Regions from separate parts of the Sus scrofa genome. Here region 2 is linked to region 1. Evidence: chromatin contacts called from public HiChIP or PLAC-seq data. All regions are on one chromosome and are shown on one strand. The core of a region is the stretch at or near the end of the contact, and the rest is flanking DNA. Distances in the headings are between cores, read along the strand shown. Region 1 has its middle 16 kb from the start of LRRFIP2. Region 2 overlaps LRRFIP2 (leucine-rich repeat flightless-interacting protein 2).

What was found. HiChIP or PLAC-seq counts read pairs in DNA pulled down with a chosen protein or histone mark.
Region 2: an H3K27ac HiChIP or PLAC-seq map of alveolar macrophages shows a contact between it and region 1. The contact joins two enhancer-like sites. A contact is called at or near these places in 1 of 47 Hi-C or Micro-C datasets (liver) and 1 of 2 datasets of contacts at active chromatin or transcription factors (alveolar macrophages).

Annotation. Positions count from the first base shown.
Region 1 is chr13:21,647,201-21,654,492 of Sscrofa11.1, reverse strand. It overlaps LOC100737115. Among named protein-coding and RNA genes, the nearest start is that of LRRFIP2, 16 kb to the left of the region's middle. Within about 2 kb of position 3,857, at least 18 of the 83 cell types and tissues checked have an H3K27ac peak or open chromatin away from gene starts, as enhancers often do. A contact at or near this core is called in alveolar macrophages, where this site is marked.
Region 2 is chr13:21,739,600-21,746,891 of Sscrofa11.1, reverse strand. LRRFIP2 (leucine-rich repeat flightless-interacting protein 2) reads right to left here. Exons shown (of 29, transcript XM_021071626.1): 15 at 6,116-6,184; 16 at 3,491-3,580. Among named protein-coding and RNA genes, the nearest start is that of LRRFIP2, 76 kb to the right of the region's middle. Within about 2 kb of position 3,506, at least 6 of the 83 cell types and tissues checked have an H3K27ac peak or open chromatin away from gene starts, as enhancers often do. A contact at or near this core is called in alveolar macrophages, where this site is marked.

The sequences.
Region 1 (7,292 bases), core at 2,608-5,107:
TGGGAAAGAAACTGAGTGAATGAGTCCAAAGAACCATAGCATTGGGGTTCCTGAGCCAGCTACTGCAGGTGCACTCATCTAAGTGTGTAACCCTGGGGAAAGGAGCACTTCCCTTTGTTTTTTGTGGAACCACCAAGGGGAAGTACATCAATAGCTGCCACCGTGAGGGCAGGAAGCTCACTCGAAATTATTTCTTTCAGGAGGCCTCTGTATCCCTAGGCAAGCAAAGGTGTGGGAGCTGACTCTCCCTGACACCTGGGGCTGGGGTCTGAGTCGGAGGTGTAATTATCTCAGACAGGGGTACATGTTTAAGGTATAAGGACACTGTGCTCAAATCCTGTGGGCAGCAGTGGAAGTTGATGAGAGCATTGCTTTCCAAGGGCGTTAACTTTGGAATGTTTCATAGGTAGCCATGACACCAGGCTCCCAGGAACTACAGCACTAGGGTGGCACCTTCCAGAGTAATCAGCCCTGGTCATAATCATGGTGATTCCTAGGTGTCAGGGAGGGGGGTGGAGCCAGGAGGAGAGAAGGGGAGGTCTGGGTTTCCCAACTGACCTATTCATGTGGGGCCTGCATTGACTAACAAGAGTTAGCCCTACGGTGAGATACTGTGTGTTTGTCAGCTGGTAAAGCAGGGTTTACTCATTGCCCAGTTCCTGAACTGCATGATTGTATCATTCTATTACAAGGAAACAACTCTGACCATGATTTGGTGATGTGACCAAGGCACTCCTCCCACTCCTTTGTCTCTTGTGTAATCCTGGGCAGGTTGCCCTTCTTTAAATTAGGATAATAATACCTTGTCTCTCTACCTCCAGGGTTGTTGTGAGGATCTTAAGAGATAGTATATGGAAATATAATTTTGGGAACTATCAAATGCTACTCAACTATAAGGCGTCATTATGACTGTAAATAACCAGGTGCTGTATATGATTTGTTAGATGTAAATCTGACAAAGGACTAATAGACATAATATATAAACATAATATATAAAGAGCCATAGACATAATATATAAAGAGCCCCCATAAGTCAATAAGAAACAGACATATGAAACAGTGCTTGACTTCATTAGTCATCAGAGAGACACAAATTAAAACCGCTATGAGAGGAATTCCCATCGTGGCTCCGCAGAAAAGAATCTGACTAGCATCCATGAGGACCCAGGTTTGATCCTTGGCCTCGCTCAGTGGGTTAAGGATCCGGTATTGCCATGAGCTGTGGTATAGGTCACAGACACAGCTTGGATCTGGCATGGCTATGACTGCGGTGTAGGCTGGCAGCTATAGCTCCTATTCGACCCCTAGTCTGGGAACCTCCATATGCCGTGGGTGGGGCCCTAAAAAAAAGACAAAAAATAAAATAAAATTAAAAAAATAAATAAAACCACTATGAGAGAACATTATATGACTACTAGAAAAGCTAAAATGAAAAAGACAATATCAAGTGCAGGTAAGGATGTGGGCAACTACAACTTTCATATGTCATTAAAAGCAGTATCAAATACATAACCAGGAGTTCCTGTTGTGGCTCAGTGGGTTAAGTACCGGACGTTGCCTCTGTGAGGATGTGAGTTTGATCCCTGGCCTCACTTAGTGGGTCAAGGATATGGTGATGTCGCAAGCTGTGGCATACGTCACACATGTGACTCAGATTTGCTGTTGCTATGGCCTCAGCTGCAGCTCCATTTTGACCCCTAGCCTGGGAACTTCCATATACTGCAGGTGCAACTGTAAAAAGAAGTAAAAGAGTATATACACAGGCAGACAGACAGACACACACACACAAAGTTTGAGACCTGAAAAGGAGTGGGTAACCTCGCTAATAAAAAGGAAAAAAAAATTCTGGGGAGCTCTTTGGCAATGTCTACTAAAGCAGAACACATTCATACCTAATACCTATAGAGTCCACTTCTGGGTAATACCTAGACACCTAAATCTTCATTAAGGGGTTTAGATCTGGGGTCACAAATTCAAACACACACACACAGAGGTTAGGTAAGTAATATCATTTACCAGCCAGATAAAAAAGGATCTATTTGCTGCCACATGCATGGACCTAGGATTCTCATACTAAGCAAAATCAGTCAGAAAGAGAAAGACAAATGCCATTTATCACTTATACGTGGAATCTAAAATAGGACACAGATGGAGTTCCTGCTGTGGTGCAACAGGATCAGTGGTGTCTTGGGAACGCTGGGACACAGGTTCAATCCCCTGCCTGGCACGGTGGGTTAAAGATCCAACATTGCTGCAGCTGTAGCTTAGGTCGAAACTGCAACTTGGATCTGATCCCTGGCCCAGGGCAGCCAAAAAAGAAAAAAAAAAAAAAAAAAAAAAAAGGACACAACTTATCTATGAAAGAGAAACAGACTCACAAAAAATATAGAGAATAGACCTGTGGTTGCCATGAGGGAGGGATGAGGACTAAATGGGAATTTGGGATTAGCAGATGTAAACTATTATATATTGAATAGATAAACAATGAAGTCCTACTGTATAGCACAAGCAACAATATTCAATATCCTATGATAAACCACCATGGAAAAAATATGAAAAATAATATTGTAAAAAATTACTGGCCAGAAGGGCACTCTCAGTGGAAATGATTTAAATGGACACCCTTTGGCAGAGCTGTCCTTCACCCTTCTGTTTGCTTTCCTCTGGAAGCAGCCCCTGCATGCCAAGATCTCAAAGTTCCACCTCTTCTCTCTCTCAAGTGATTGATTGCCCTTGGGTGGACACCTCACTCATGCCAGGCACATGGGTTCACTTGGGGCTCTGCCCAGACCCCCTTGCCTGGGCAGTGCACCTCCACCAGCTGCTGTGAGTGCTGGCTGCTAACAGCTCACAGCTGCCCCTGCTCTTGAATAGCCTTTTCCCAGAACGCTTGAGAAATTATGCCCCACCCCCACATAAGGCAAGCCACTGTCCATAACTGATGGATATGGGGGTCCAAAAGGCAGGCTCCCTTGTGTCAGGTGGGATAGCTGTAGTGCCCTGCATTCTTTAGATTCCACAGTGGGATCAGGCTGAGGCTAGACTTGCAGCTCTAGATCCTGCTCCATCCTATGTCCCTGCCTATTAAGTTTCTCCTGAGCACTCCCCAGTGAATCATTTGCACCAGTATCCCTCTGCTTCTACGGAACCTGAGGTAAGTCACAGGGCCCATAAGACCCACTTTCCTTAAAGAGCCGAAAGCCCAGACACACTCAAACAGTCACATCAATGTCACAACCACCAAGCGCTGGAGCTCAGTGTCTTCCCTCCCTGAGATGGGGTTCAGCCTCCCTCTGATTTCATAAAAGCTCCAGGGGCTTTCCAGTAATCCCCTTTTTTGTTCAAGTCAGCCAAAGTCCATTTCTCTTCCCTGAAACCAACATAACCTTAACTAATAGGATGGGGAATCCAGGCCTGACTTAACATGGCTTTGGAGATCCACCCAATGCTTTGAGGAACAATGTCAGTGAGACTCCCGAGAGGAAAATTAATTGATTACCCTTCCTATTCCCATGGCTTCAGTCACTAGAAGTGCTGCTAGGAATGCTCCCTATCCTTTAATCCTCCAGGAATTTGCCTTGCTGAGGAGTTAATTTGTTACCCGGGGCTCTGTTTCCCTGAGACCTCCTTGACTCCCGAGAGGCAGATCGAGCTAAATTCCTTCCACTGGTCGTCATCGTCTTGCATTTCTCTTTGTTTCTAGTCCTGTCCAGGATGCCTCTAGCATCTCTCTGAGGCTTCTTATCCCTCAAGTGCACTTTTCCACATTCTCTTGTCCTCCCTATGTGTGCATATGTATGTGGTGTGTTTGTACACATGCTCAGAAAGCCAACAGAGGCCATGAAGAAATCTCTGGAGAGTGGCCAGGTTTCAAATCACTCAGCCATGAAAGGGTGACACAATGCAAGCCTGATTAGTTCCACTCAGCATCATTCACTGATTCATCACAAAATTGATCCTTCTGATCCAGACTCTCCTCTCTCAATGGTCAAAGCAGCTTTTGTCTGAGCCAGGCATTGTGCCTCTATAGCCATTTTATGTAGTTGAGCCCAAGACAAGGGTCTATCCTAGCCAAATGTGGAAAGAGCTGGAAAATATTTTAAGATATTAACTTACAGTCTGTTTCCCAGTGGGGGTCTCCTCCGCTCCCCTTCCTTCACTTAAGCAGAACGTCACATGGTCTGAGGGGAGCCACGCTGCAGGGTGAAGGGTGAAAAGTTGACACATCATTTCTGGCTTGTTCCTAGTGATTGGTTCGTTCCGTAGACTGATGGTCCTCTGGTCTTAAAGCTCTCACATGAGGTTTGTTTGGTCCACACAGTCTTTTTTTTTTTTTTTTTTTTTTTTTTGCTGTACTCAAAGCATGTGGAGGTTCCTGTGCCAGGGATCAAACCTGCAACACAGCAGTGACCGAAGCCACTGCAGTGACAACACTGGATCCTTAATCCACTGAACCACAAGAAGACTCCCACTGTTCTTTTTAAAAGTCTGATTTTGGGGGGTTCCCATAGTGGCTCAGTGGGTTAAGAACTCAACATAGTGTCTATGAGGATGTAGGTTCAATCCCTGGCCTCGCTCAGTGGGTTAAGGATCTGGTGTTGCCTTAAGCTGAAGCCTAGGTCATACATGTGGTTTAAATCCTGTGTTGCCATGGCTGTGGCATAGACCAGCAGCTGTAGCTCCACTTCGACCATAGCCTGTGAACTTCCACAGGTGCAGCCTTAAAAAAAAAAAAAAAAAAAAAGCAAAAGTCTGATTTTGGCTACACAGGGCTCAGCTGTCCAGTGTACCTCAGGTCCCCAACACTCCCTACTGTCTGTCACCATCGACATTTCCTGCCTGGCCTCTTTCTGTGTACACTTGAATCTGTGACCACAACCTCAAAACCATTAAAGAAGATTATGCTCAGTGCCCTATATGCAAACATAGTCCTGAGGAAGAAACAAGAGGATTAAGAGAGGAAATTTCCCCCTCAGGAGGGCGACAGCCACAATGTAAGGCCCAGTGATGGCTATGACCATGATTCTACAGCACACAATTTAAATAACCACCTGAGGCATGGCTAATGGGTGAGAGGCCACTGTGGAGCAAGACAGCAATATTGGTCTAAGGTCAGAAGGAAGGGAGGGGCCAGGGTGTGTGTGCTGTGGTCTAGTGTCTAGTCTGCTCTCCATCCCCCTTCTCCTCCTTTTTGATGGAGCACCTTGATTACCTGTGGGAAACTGTCCCAACCCATGGTAGAGAGTCTGGGAGAGGATGTCCATTAAAGTGCTGTGGCCAAGGAGTATGCGTGACCAAGTGACCCAAACCAGGCTACCCACACTCTTTCCTCCAAGAATTTGGACCTTGAGCACAGGAACAGACGGGGAGAAAATCTGTCCTCCCTTGAAGGAACTGCCCATTAACTCCTGCTATCTAGACTCCTCAGGCACCCTAACTCTTCCTCTTCCTGGGGCCTATTTTGGGTCAGATTCTGTAAATTCTGGGACCTTTCCTTTTCATTCCAATAAGGTGTCTTTAGGGTCAGTCCTGTTGCTGGCAACCTGAGAACTCTGCCTTGTACAAGAGGTATCCTGGAAAATATAGGATGTGAGCTGACGAGAATAGCTTATTCCAGGTGAGGAGCATGCTCTCAGGGAAGCCTCTAGAGATCGCCGCTCCGCCTGGCTCAAGGGGAAATGTCAAGGGAGGAAGTGTGCGAAATGGGGGGCGGGAAGGGCTAGAATGGGAGAGTCTTTTCCTATTTGTCTTCAGGGTATGGCCTTTCCCCTAGAGCAGAGGTTCCTGTGATGTTGTTGTACACACTGCTGGGCTGTAATCAGCGAGCAAACGAGTTAGATCCAGTCCGCAGAGGACTGGGCAGGATGCATTAGAAACTGGGGATGCTTTGGAGTTTCCTTTGTGCTCAGCAGGTCAAGAACCCAACACAGTGTTTGTGAGGATGTGGGTTTGATCCCTGGCCTTGTGCGTCAGGTTAAGGATCCAGCATTGCTGCAAGCTGTGGCGTAAGTCGCAGATGTGGCTTGGATCCAGGGTTGCCATGGCTGTGGTTCCCTAGCCTGGGAACTTCCATATCCTGCAGTTGTGGCCATAAAAAGAAAAAAGAAAAAGAAGAAAAGAAATTGGGGATGCACCAAGGAAGTGGGTTCAGTAGGAAGTCTCAGCCACCAGGTGAGCTGAGGCAGCAAAGTGTTGGGAGCCAAGACTGAAGAGAAATAAGAGCAATGGAGGAGGAGAGAATATGAGAAGACAGTAACTGTCTGCAAAGAATAGAGTGGACCCTTGAGTCAGTCTGCCTGGGTTTGAATCATGGCCCCATCACTGACTTCGTGTGATCAGTTTTTTCCTGTTTCAATATTCCCTACCTCAGTTAATTTAGTGGCTGGCAAAAACCAAGCAGTCAAAAAAGGATGACTAGTGTCATTATTTTAATCAATAAAATGTTATTCTACTCATCCAAATTGCTAATTATCAGTTATTATGATTACCCTTTAATCTTCAGATTCAAAGCCACAGACCATGCCTGCAACCCACCCACACACAAAACACACAATTATATTTCAGAAATACCCCTGGGGCCCAGCCTGAAATTACAGACTAATAAACCTGAGACAAGGTCAAAAAGATACCATAAAAGAAAAGATCCAGCAGGCATAAATTTGTACCATTATGTTCAAAGGGAAATGGTTTGAGAGATAGAGCTATGGGATGGACAGGGATGCAGGTACTTGGCAGGGTTAGGACAGTAACCTAAGATTACTTCCTGTTCTGATAAGATTCTTGGAAACTAGATACAGATACAGCCCCTGCTATTTGAACTGGAGCATGATGGTCCATGATGTACCCTGTGAGCCTGCGAAACAGGACCTAAAAATGTAACTGTATTATTAAAACAGTTCCATTTATCACTCTTCAAGAAGATGGAGTAAGTGCTGGCCTGGGAGGTAGAAGTCCTGGAGGCCCCAGAGGGTCTATGAAGATTTCTGGGAAGGAATTCACCCAATATAGTAGCTCCTGACCATGACAGGCCCCTCCAGGTAGAGGGGAGCCATTAGGACACACCTCAGGATGTGTCTAGAATAATCCTAAGAGATGTTTGGATTATATCAGCAAACAAGGCACAAAGATCCTTATCTCTGTGGAATTACATTCTAGTGGGAGAGAGAGAGCATAAACAACAAATAAGTATATATAATATAGTATTATTCAGAGATAATAAGGGCTACCAAAAACAAAGAAAGAAAAAAGGCATCAGGATGGGAAGAAGTGTTGTAATTTTAAATGGAGCGGCC
Region 2 (7,292 bases), core at 2,257-4,756, 93 kb before region 1:
ATAAAATTATAATCTAGTTAAGTATTTATAGTATAGTTTGTTTAATGCAGTCATTGGATTCTAATCCTTTGTTAACTTCTAATTTATATGTATATACTGACTTGATTATGTTATTCAAAAATTCTACTTGGAAAAAAAACTAGAAAACAGAAGATCCCAACCATAGAAGGGAAGGGAAAAATTACTTTTAATAATCTCCTAAAAAAAATGGCTGAGGAGTTTATTCAGAAATGATCTAATTATTAATAATTGATAAAACTAAAGTTAAGCACACGTACATTCCTTTTCTTCCCTCTAGCCTGACCTAAGGGACAGAAAGGAAAACAATGCAAAAGAAGAGGCAAGAGGCTAGAACTACTGTATTCAGTCTTAAGACCTTGTACCTTTTCCACCACCTTCTAGCTCAGAGGTTATAAACTAGCAGACTGTACACATATATTTGATCCACAATGAGGAAGCCAGAAGTTATCTTTTAAATTTTTAAATTCAGGAGTTCCCGTCGTGGCGCAGTGGTTAACGAATCCGACTAGGAACCATGAGGTTGCGGGTTCGGTTCCTGCCCTTGCTCAGTGGGTTAACGATCCGGCGTTGCCGTGAGCTGTGATGTAGGTTGCAGACGCGGCTCGGATCCCGCGTTGCTGTGGCTCTGGCGTAGGCCGGTGGCTACAGCTCCGATTCAACCCCTAGCCTGGGAACCTCCATATGCCACGGAGCGGCCCAAGAAATAGCTAAAAAAATAATAATAATAAATAAATAAATAAATAATTTTAAAATTCATTGTCTACATTTAAAAATCGGGATAGTTCACATAAAAAAAATTCATATTTCCAGCTTATCTTTTTAAAAACTGTGTGTGGGGGGGGAAGAGATCTTACCAACATCAAGTCCACTTTTTATTTGTCTAAAGTGAGCTGAATTCTAGCATAACCTTTAAAAGAAATAGTATTAGAGAAAATTTTTTGCTCTAGAGAGGGGACCAACATGTATTTCAGGCTTTGCCCAGAGGCAAAATTAAGGATATTATATAAGTACTTAAATAACCATTAAAAAAAAAAAAAAGTGGCTTGTAGGCTATAAAATAACAGGGAGCTAGCCAGAGTCAACCACTGCTCTAAAGAATCTTTTCCTTATGTTATAAGGTAAACAGCATGATTTGATATGCATACCCTATATACACGTATATTAAATCATTATGTTTTATACCTTTAGTATGTGTGTATATATATATATAGATATAGATATAGATATATATTTTTTTTTTTTTGTCTTTTTAGGGCTGCACCCACAGCATATGGAGGTTCCCAGGTTAGGGGTCGAATTGGAGCCATAGCTGCTGGCCTATGCCACAGCCACAGCAACAGCAATGCCAGATCTGAGCTGCACCACAGCTCATGGCAACACTGGCTCCTTAACCCACTGAGCGAGGCCAGGGATCGAACCTGTGTCCTCATCGATACTAGTCAGATTTGTTTCTGCTGAGCCAGACAGGAACTCCTAAAATATATAACCTTTATTAAAATATGTAGATAAATCGAAATATACATGAAAAGAAAAGAATTTTTACTTAGTTAGTAGAGGCAGTGGAAGACTTAAAATACTGGCAATCTGGAGTTCCCGTCGTGGCGCAGTGGTTAACGAATCCGACTAGGAACCATGAGGTTGTGGGTTTGATCCCTGCCCTTGCTCACTGGGTTAACGATCCGGCGTTGCCGTGAGCTATGGTGTAGGTTGCAGACGCGGCTCGGATCCCGAGTTGCTGTGGCTCTGGCATAGGCTGGCAGCTACAGCTCCGATTAGACCCCTAGCCTGGGAAACTCCATATGCTGTGGGAGCGGCCCAAGAAATAGCAAAAAGACAAAAAAAAAAAAAAAAAAAAAAATACTGGCAATCTTTTCACTTCTGTGTAGTTACTAAAATAAATTGCCAAGAAATAAACATAAGGACAACATAACCAATCATTCAGACATCACATGAGATGTTAAAAGAATTCAAAGTTTTTAAGATAAAAGGTGTACACAAGAAATTAAACTGTTTATATTTATGAAAAAACAGGTTACTAAGCAAATTAATAAAATGGGCAATTACTTCAGGTGAAGGACCTGGGAGCCAGTCTTCTAACTTTGTGTACAGGGAGATTCCTTGATCTGACCATCCAACTAGTCCAAGATGGGACTGTTGTTTAGCCAGCTTTGAGAGTCAACAATCTGGAATACTTAAGGACCACACTTAAAATTGTTTTCTAGGATTAATCATTCAGAAATAGCTATTTAATACACTCGGTGATGTGCTAAATATAAATCATTATCTCTTCATTACAAAACTGCCTAGCTTTTTAAGAAACCCTGCTTCATGTGATTCAAAGCACTTGATAATTAGGACAGTCTTGGTCCAAGAGCAAAACAATACTAATGTCAGCAATAGAAAGAAGGTGTTACAGACAGGAAATCAGGCTGTCAGATAAATCAGGAAGGTAGATTCCTGCTGGTCAGGGTTCGTTCACTAAGGTAAATGCCTCAAGGCATTTCTACTGGACACTCTTTCCTAAATTCAGTTCCCAAAGAATGTAAAAGCAATGGATAGGCATTTCTTTAAAACAATGCCATAATTCAAATATTCAAAATTCATACAGAGTCTTCCCAGTTACTATGAATTAGTGACATTTTAATAAGTAGTATATTTTACTGTTCAATCTTCCCCAAAGTTTATCTAAAAATTTATGGATTCACCAAAATGAAAAGGGAAGGAAATTTTAACACTGATGAGGAATATCTAAATATGAGCTAGGAACTAGATGATTTTAAAGACTTAATTTTCATTTTATTAGATATGATGATGGCACAGTAAATAAAGTTCTCAACTAGAAATGTGCTCAGTACTGAACCTTTTACTGGGAAATGGCATGATGTATGGGATTTACTTTAAAATAATTCAGAAAAAAAAGAGGAAAGGGTAAAGAAACAGCTGAAACAAAACTGGCAAAATATGGATCATTGTTGGAGCTGCTAATGGGTTCTATGGAGTAAAATTTCTGCAGACACAAACAAAAAGAAAGACAGATGTGATACCACAAATGTAATGTTGTATCCGATTTTAAAAATCAGAACATAGCAATATACACATTTCAAAACAAATAACTATTTTTTAAGGGTTTTTTTGTTTTTGTTTTTTTGTCTTTTTTAGGGCTGCACTCGTGGCACATGGAAGTTCCCAGACTAGGGGTCCAATTGGAGCTACAGCTGCCAGCGTAAGCCACAGCCATAGTAACAAGGGATCCAAGCTACATCTGCAAACTACACCACAGCTCACGACAACACTGGATCCCCAATCCACTGAGTGAGGCCAGGGATTGAACCTGCATCCTCATGGATATTAGTTAGATTTATTTCTGCTGCACCACAATGGGAACTCAAAGTTCCAAATTTTAAAATAGCTACTGTGTTAGCTGTTAGTCACACGCCTGGGACAATGAGTCCCCATGCGATGCACTCACACTGGTCACATCTGGGATGCTGACATCATCCACGTCGGAGACAATGCTCCCCCTACGATTGGATCGACTGAAATAATCAGCAGCAGAGACCTTTTAGCCAGAAAAAAAAAAAAAAAAAAATGAGATGTTTTAAAAGTTAAGGAAAGAGAGAAGAAAAAGATAAGAACTTTAGCATATGGGGGCAAACTGTTCCGCTTTTGGGTGCGTGATAAAGAATGAAAGGAAATGAGGAAACTGTTATAGTTTACCTGCTCCAGAAAGAAAGACAGAAATGTAATGTGGTATTCGAAATGATACCACAGCTCCCTAAAATAAGCTCTTCTTCATCGTAGTTTTCTCTTTGCTATACAGATCATCCATCTGCTGCCTGAAGACCAGCATCACCCTCACCAGAGGGATTCTAGGGTAGCATTCACCTAAGATTCTACTATATTTTACAAATTTATAGTGCATTATAGCTATTGACTCCATTAATCAGTGACTGTAGAACTATTTGCAGAGTATTCACTGTGCCTTTCACCCAATTTCCACAGTTCCCTCTTTTTCATATTCTTCAAGATGGAGAACTGCAGAACAAAACAACAAGAGAACCACACTGGCCTCTTTATGGTTCCCCAAACTTTGTACCCAGTCTCTTCCTACCTCTGGCCTAGGACGCTCTCTGCCCAGCTCTTCCTCAAACAGCTGGCTCCTCACATTTGACTTTCAGCTCAAAGGTCACCTCCTTCAGAGAAACCTCATCCAAAAGGACGGACGGGGACGGACACACACACACACACCCTCAATGTCCTCTGTCATTTCACTTACTTTTTCTCTTCAAGACCCTGGGTTTACCTTTTCTTTTTGTCCCTTTCTTTACTAGTTTATGTTCTATTTCCTTCACTAAGATACATAAGCTCCATGATATCAGAAATCTGGCCTGTGTGGCTTACCACATTATTCCCAGCACTTAACACAGTGCCTCACATATAGCAGGTAGTTATAAATTCAAATATGTGTTGAATAATAAATAAACAATGAACTTTTTTTTTTTACTTCATTCATCAGCTATTTCTTATCTCAGCTCTGTCTGATTACCTTGCTTACAAACTCTGCTCTTCCTGAAAGGAATCTGGAAGCCCATCCACGAAGATGCCTTCTTCAAGGCTTACCAATATTAAGTTTTGCTAAGAGGTAATACAATTAAGCAACAATAGGGAGTTCCCACTGCGGCTCAGTGGAAATGAATCTGACCAGTATCCATGAGGATGCGGGTTCAATCCCTGGCCTCGCTCAGTGGGTTAAAAATCTGGCATTGCCATGAGCTGTAGTGTAGGTCACAGACATGGCTCGAATCCTGCATTGCTGTGGCTGTGGTGTAGGCTGGCAGTTGCAGCTCTGATTCAAATCCTAGCCTGGGAACTTTCAAATATGCAGGTGTGGCCCTAAAAAGCAAACAAACAATTAAGCAACAGTATTCTTGTTCACAAGAACAATAATAAATATGACTTAAGACTTACATAGAATAATATAATGGTAGCCACTGGCTCAGAACTTTTATAGCTATTTTCTATATGAAGATAGTCATTACATGCCTATTGTATAAATTAAAAAAAAAATTCTTTTAACACAACTAAAAGGTTGGAGAGATGGGTTAAGGCCAAGCATCATTATTTCAGAGTCGCTGCCCTTTGCACTCCATCTCATTCTGGGGTGCTTTCAGATGTCATGGACTGTTCTTTCTCCTTCAGCTAGTGTATGAGCATTAATTAACTTGCCAATGGACCACAACTATCTTAACTAGATGACTAAATTTCTGGAAACAAAGCTTACAAGCTTTTGTATTTCCCCTATTCTATGAAAACTTTGGATTTACAATCTTTTACAAAACATGACTCATTAAATGGCCTTCGATTTTCTTAAAGGAATTATAATATAGCCTCTTAGTCACTAGGTTCTCTCTTTTTTTTTTTTCCTTTTTGCTCTAAGCTGATACATCATCCTCACCAATATAATTTTCTAATCCATTCTTAAGTATAGCAAAAATGTCGTCAGCTCTCTTTAAAATTTCTTGCTTCATTGAAAGAATAACCTGAAGTTACATAATTTGTATTCTAATAGCTATTTTGTTACCTCTACAATGAAACTCTAGTTGACTCCTAAAGGCAGAATTTCTTAATTTTGCCATTAGTAACTCAAAAATACACAGGCCTTAAAGACGCATAAACATAAATTTAAATACATGTCGAAAGAGCAACTAATAGCATGATTTCTAATCCATAGTAATGAGTTTAAACAATGTGGAAGCACTAATATTGCTTTAAAAATGTTTTGGTTTTGATGGATTATACAAATACAGCAACATAAAACACTGCATAAAACAGCAAAAAAGAATAAAAAGTGAGAATCTTTCAAGTACGCAATGACTAGCATATAAGAAGTGTCATTAGGATAGGTTACATAGCCGACGGAGAAAATGTATTCTCAAGAATACATTCCTGAAGGCACATTATTCATATAAACTGAATTTGAAGCAAATGCTCATTACATCAAGTGCAAATTTCATTTTCCAATAGATTTCATGTGATCTCAAAGTGCTGCAATTTTAAAACTTATTGTATGTGTTTGCATGCAAACTACGCTCACCACACTCTCCTTTTGCCCATGGCTGGCACGACCAGAAGAGGCAATGCTTGCAGTGTCATCGTCGATAAACTACAGATATTAAAAGCATATAATGAAAAAGATGCAATTTCATTACAGGTCTTACCTGACTATAAGCACATGACGTAAGGCTTTGGAAGGCAGGCAAATACTATGAGCATTATAACTAGCATGACCTATCGCACAACATTAAACCAAAAAGCTGCTTCAAGGTATGATGAATGATCATTAAAATAATCAAAAGATATTTCCAAAAAGCACAAAAAGTAAAACTGTACTTTATCTTTTATTTAAGTTAAATTAAAGAAAAGGGGTGGGGTTACTCTGTTAGTGAAAACCAGCTAGGGACCTCTAGGCCCTTTGGGATCCTATCAGGGGTCAACAAATACACTTAATGTTTTAGTTTGGGAGAGAAAATAAAATAACCTTCTTAAGTGAAATAATATAAGTCAAAGATAGAATTTCCTACCAGCAAGGACACTGAAAGGATGGTTCTTATTTTCCTTTATTCATTCCTAGGCAAAAGGTGGAGATATTTCTAACATCACCAGCAGTGGAAGATACCTTCAGTATGTGTAGGTTACTTCCATTCTGACATCACTAAGAAACCATTCTGGCATCACTGGGATAATAACTCAGCCCAACTTGCAAATGAAATAGCATTTAGCCAGCATACAAGGACAGGATTCTACACTTGATTGAAAATATTACCATAATTTTGCTTGCAAGGGACTATCATAGTTGGGACATTAAAAATGCTAAGCCCAAAAATTGCCAAGTGAAATTTTATTACCAGGTAGGTTAAAAGTAAACTCCCTCCTTATGTGAAAAACTTTTTATCTCCTTAAACATCCCCGTAAATAACTTTTTTGTTAACTCTAAGAGTGGAATTCTTGATAAGTGCTACTTGGAAATGGCAAAACTGAGCCAAACATATATGTAAAATAAAGTTCATATAACTCATCTATTCTACTCCACAAAGTAACCTGCATTTGACTGTTAAGAAACTGCTTAAAAATTTCTCCAGTTTTGACATTGCTGAGAACAAGGTAGTTCCAAGGTCATTATTTGCTATTGAAAATGTTAATTAGTGCAGTCTTTTTGGTGGGTAAGATGGCAATATATATCATAATTTAAATATTTGTACTTATTGATTCTG